Linked DNA regions of Anas platyrhynchos: region 1 is linked to region 2. Evidence: chromatin contacts called from public Hi-C data. All regions are on one chromosome and are shown on one strand. The core of a region is the stretch at or near the end of the contact, and the rest is flanking DNA. Distances in the headings are between cores, read along the strand shown.

Region 1 (2,700 bases), core at 85-2,584, 61 kb before region 2:
AAAGCAGGAAACAAATGCTTCTGTAGGGACTTCCCAAAGCTGTTTTGGATTTTCCCTGTTCTTGATTCTGTTGTGTTCTTAATAAGTCTGAACAGTTTAAACCACATAAAAATCCAAATTTTCTCATGTATGGCAATGAGAAACACCCAGAGAACAAATATTCAAGACAGGTTAGAAATCATTAAAACATGCAATATTAACAATAGAGTATTGACAGAGTAATGCACTTTTTGACAGAAATTCATTGACAGAATAAACAGTTTCAAAACACCAAATCATAAAAATAATAGCATTCGACTAAATCTTGGTGAACTCCTAGTGAAGACTAAAGCTTCTATGAATGTAACTGCAATGGGTTCTTCTACCATCAAAATGACAGCTATGATATTTAAAGCAAAATCTTGGTTCTCATTCTGAGTGGCAGCTTTTTTTCCTGTATTTTAATCTATTACCCATCACAGATGTCCCCCTTCTATCCTTTTGCCTCTCTGCCTTGTATCTCCTTCATGCATGCATACACGTACGTCCTTCTGTCAATGCACGTGCAATATCTCATGTAATTGTTTTTGTCCCTAATAAATGTCTGATGTGTTTAACTACAAACCAACATAATGTATCCTTTGTCTATAGAGCTGAAAATAATTTGATTTTTGTCTCATGGAGCAATAGAGTTTGATGCTGAGAAGCTTTAATACTATTAAATTCAGATTATGTTTGAACGTTTGTGTCAGGTATCAATTGGGAAGTTATTTTATGGTGTTTTATAATACAGAAGTAATGATTGTATAATAGGCTCTAAACAAAGGTAAAACAAAAGTTCACAGTAAATTGGTGACCAACACTGGGAAATACTAATATGGTGAGAAGATATCCATCTGGAGCCAAACAAATTCTTACAAAGAACTTCCCAAAAGAAATTCCTATAAAAACACAGTATTTCCACACAACTAGAAAATGAGGTGTGTTAACTTTTTGTGACAATGTAGCAATATTAAAGTAGCAATGTGTAAATACTCCAGGCCTCATTTATATCTCTAAATCTTCCATCAGCATGTTTCCCTTGACTGCAAACTAAAACAATGTGTGAGAGAGGGAGAAAGATGTCTGGTATTACAGGTTATGCTAAACCATATTTCAGCCTTTCTGCCTAATAAGAGGCCTTTTTGTTATGTTTAGAGAGGAGTGTGGTGACTGAGAGATGACTACGGGCAGCCAATGGATATGAGAAGTGAAAAAAAAAAAAAAAAAACTTGGCTCAAATTCTACTATAAGTTCCTGGTGCGTGACTGGAAGAAGCAGTTGAATCATTACCTTGTCTTTGCATGTGGCTGGAAAATACCATGGTGGTGTGAATCATCACTGTCCTGTAACTTCTCTTTCTTACCGTAAACACACAGTGTCTGGAAAAGTACTGTAGAACAAATGTTACTCTTTTGTAATTCTGGTTTAGGAAGAGATGCAACTAACAAACATCAAGATGGTTAGTCCTCTGTTTGCATCTCTGGAGCTTGGGTAAGCCTTTGTACAGAAATCCTCTTGAGAGCTAAGCATTGATGTCAGAGCCAAGATTTCCAAAAACTGGGTTTGCCTGCGTGTTACTTGCCTGCATATCATCTGTTAGGAGATTAGCACATGAGAGTGTACCTTTCCCCTTAAAAATGGATGTCTCCTAAGTTGGTCTAAAGGAGAGCTCTTAGAAAGGGAGTAAATGAAGCAGAGTTTGCTATATTACTAAAGTCTTAGAAAGCATGAAGATAGAATAATATTCTGGATTTTGACAGCAATTTCAAGTTTAAAACTGTCTCCAGTTTGACAAAGTAGGGTATACCAAACAAGTCACCATAGGAAATGCCCGGAGTCTGGGTCAGTGTTTTTGTTTCTCATGAAATAGGAGAATGATCTGCAAAACCCACATCATCTACCATCATTTATCAATGGGGATACACTATGGTAATCTTTACTCCTTATTAATAGAAGTTATGGGAAAGAGAGGGAGATGTTTGTAGACTTACTTGGGTTTCTTACTCCTAGTCTGCAGCAGCACTTCCAAAGAGTTATATGTAGCCATCTGGTTACCATCTGGGGCTTATCAAACAGCATGGGACATTTCCAAGTAGTTATGCTGCCAAAAAACTGAGCATCCACAGCTTGTGTATAAGAGTACCTGAAGGAAATATGCCTACTATATAATGGAAGCCATGCGTAATGAGCATATGATCCACTCTGGCTCTTTGTGTAATACTTTCTTTGAGTATTTGAGGCCAAATTCATTTAGGTGACAGTAGACATAACTCTTCTGACTTATTTCAGACTGAGTCTGGCCTTTGCTTTCTGAGCTATAATCATGCTAGCTGAAATTGCACTTTCTGGCATCAGTAAGGTAAAGCTACTTTTGTAGGACTCAGTAAATACCAAGGGTTTAAACCTCAGTTGAAGGCAGCTATACAGGGTGAGCATGGCTTCATGGATGTTCTACCAAAAGAACAATGTACCTTGCAACTCCTCTATGTCTTTGATCTGCAGCAGTGCCTACTCCTTGGGCATATTTGGATCTGTAGAACAGCCAGAGGAGAGTTACAACCCTAAAATCCATTTCCTAGACATCTGAATACAGCAGGAGTGCAGTAAGCCCATCATGACCACCTGAGTTTACAGACAAAAGAATGATTGCATCCCTTTGCATCTGCCATGCTTGGGCAA
Region 2 (2,752 bases), core at 101-2,600:
CAGATCTGAGACACTCCACAACGATGCTAGAGTTGGTCTTCCTCATCTTGTGGCGACTCAGCCCGCTCACGTATGGAGCAGGCAAGAGGCAAACAGGCAGGGACGAGACCTGCTGGAGCTTTTCAGGAAGAGGGGATGGGACCCAGCCAGCCCACACAACACCACAATGGTCCCACCCCGCTGCAAACACCGTGGCTGCACTTTGCACAGTTGTGGCCGAGCGCCAGTTTAATATCTCCTCCAACAGCCTGCCACTTCCTACTCCTGCACAGGTTTTGGAGCTGGTTTTTATTTATTTCCTATTTGTTACTGCTCCGAGATCCAGTGACAGTTTCTCAGCAGCTTCCCAGGTGCCATTTGAGAAGCACGGCTCTGACCAGCCCTCTCCTGTTATTTCAGCAAGAAGCCCAATGCACGCAGCATTTAATGAAGCTGCACTCAAAGTGCCAACAGCAGCTAATTAACTGCTCCTTGCAACGTTGCCTGTCCACGTTTGACTGATGGAAAGTCACCTACCAAGCCTAAACAACTTGCCTAAAGCTTACGTGAGCCATTCTGCTAATCCATCCCTCTTTTTAATAGATCATCTCTATGTTATAGGGATATATAGTCAAGGCAAATTTGGTGTCTGGGCGCAGGGAAGCCCCTGATGCTGCAGGAATGCGACTCCCTGTTTGTGCACAAGGAGCGGGCTCCCGTTTGGGTGTTTCTGGGGGAGGAAGGGAGAAATTTGGGGTTTTGGTGGAGAGCCCCAGAGGGGGAAGAGACAGACCTTCAGAAAGCGCGACCGCGCACAGATTGACCAGAGAGGGGTAAACCCCGAAGTACTCTAAGTTCACTCCAGATGTTGCCGGGGGTGGTGGGGACATATTTTGGGCCCCACAACGACAGGAGCGCTCGGGAGAGGGGAACCCCGAGCCCCACAGCAGCTGCATCCCCGCTGAGGGGACGAGGGGTGGCGATCTTCCCCTTCCCGACCCCTTCGGGGGGTGCTTCCTCGACCCCCCCCGGGGCCGTGCCGGGCATCCCCGGGCCTCCAGGCTGGGCACAGCCGGGGTCTCCCCCGCTCTCCGATCCCGGCCAGCGATTCCCAAGGGCAGCCCGCGGCTCGCATCCCGGGGGCTGGAGCGGAGCCCCCGGCCCGACCCCGGTTCCCCCGTGAGGGGAGCCCCCTGGGCTCTGCCTGGCTGGCGGGCAACACAATACAGAGCCGGGGAAGAGAAAGGGAGAGAGAAAGTGCGGCTGGTTCCTCCGCCCGGCCCTCTGCCTGCTGCTCCCGGCAGGAGACAGCGCTGCAAGCGGATCCTGACCGGGGGCAGGGGGTGGAGAGAGCAGGAGGAGGAGGAGGAGGAGGAGGAGGACGGAGGGAGGGAGGGAGGGAAAGAGGGAGGGACGGGAGCCTCTCTCCTTTCCTGGGCTGTTCCTTTTCAGTTTCCTGTCTCGCATTGTGCTCACAGCGGATATGTGCTGCGCCTACAGGTGTGTCCCCTCCTCGCAGCTTTTCTCCGGCTCCCCGGCGTAGGCTCCGGCTGGCGGATCGGCAGCGCCATGTGACGGCCGCTCGATCCCTCTCGGGGCTCTTTCTCTCCTCTTTCCCTGCCTCCCCTCCTTCCTCTCCCCGAGGTGGGGCCCGCGGGGAGCAGCGGGCGGCCGCCGGGGGCTGCCGTAGCGCCTCCGCCCAGCCCCGGGCTGCGGGCAGCCGGCCGCTCGGGCAGCTCCGGGGCTCCGCGGGGCTCCCCCCTGCCTGCACCTGTTGAAGGTAACGCAGCCCCTTCCCCTGCCCTGGGGGTAGCGGGGGGCGAGCTCCTCCTCCTTCTCCCCTTCTCCCCGGGATCGCGGGGTATCGGGCAGGGCGGAGGGACCGGCACGGTACGGCACGGCTCGGCACGGCACGGGGGGGTTGCGCTGCTCCTCGCCCCCCGGCTGGCTTCGCTTTCGGGGCTCCGCACTTTGAGCGCGGTCCTTGCAGGGGCCGCGGCGCCCCCCGAGCCCCCGCAGCTCGGCCCCGGTTCCCCCGCTCCGGGCGCGGCCAGCGCTGGCCCCGCTCCCCGCCGGCTCCGAGCTGTTTGGGGTTTTTCCTCCCGTCTCTTCGCTCAGGCAGCTTTAAACTTTTCTTTCCGAGCTGTTAATTACATACGGGGTGCTTCGCTCGCGTTCCGTGCGGGAGAATGGAAATGCGAGCTTGGAACATGGGTGACTCAAAGCTTAGTTATTCGGCACCGCTGAACACCTCTGCCTTCCTTTTTTTTTTTTTTTTATTTTTTTTCCGTGTCGCGATGGGCTGTACCTGTGACTTGCGGCTGTCTCCCCACGGGAGGCTGGCGCAGCCTCGGCGCCACCCGGGGAGGGGAGGGAGCGGCCCCGGTTCGGGTCCTTTTGGGGTTAGCCGGCTGCTGGGGTGAACGCAGAGCGAGCTGCAAGTTTCTTGAGGCTCTGAAATCTCGTGGAAATCTCTTTGTTGTCGGTGAGTTGCGAGGCTGCGGTCCTGTCCCTACCGCCATCCAAAGAAAAACTTGCTCGTGGGGGAACTTGGTGCTTTTGTAGCTAACGCTGTTACCTTGAATGTGATGATTAACTTAGTGAACACCAGAGGGAACTCTCAATAGGTAATTCATTCAAGAGTGATATGTGCTTGTCCTACTATTTATGTTCTCATTACAATGGAATCTAGAAGGAAGCTAGGGTCGGTAGGCAGTGGGCTGCCGGGACGTACCTGGGATCGCCTCGAGTTTTTTGAAGGGTGTCAGCTCCA

The links. A called contact is a pair of places that touch in the nucleus more often than the background predicts.
Region 1: a Hi-C map of liver shows a contact between it and region 2, with 2.6 times the contacts expected there. The contact joins the enhancer-like site here to the promoter of PLXNB2 in region 2. A contact is called at or near these places in 2 of 8 Hi-C or Micro-C datasets (liver and skeletal muscle).

The regions. Positions count from the first base shown.
Region 1 is chr1:21,764,370-21,767,069 of IASCAAS_PekinDuck_T2T, reverse strand. No RefSeq gene overlaps it. Among named protein-coding and RNA genes, the nearest start is that of PLXNB2, 61 kb to the right of the region's middle. Within about 2 kb of position 1,334, at least 2 of the 8 cell types and tissues checked have an H3K27ac peak or open chromatin away from gene starts, as enhancers often do.
Region 2 is chr1:21,703,708-21,706,459 of IASCAAS_PekinDuck_T2T, reverse strand. PLXNB2 (plexin B2) reads left to right here and starts at 1,350. Exons shown (of 38, transcript XM_038173392.2): 1 at 1,350-1,479.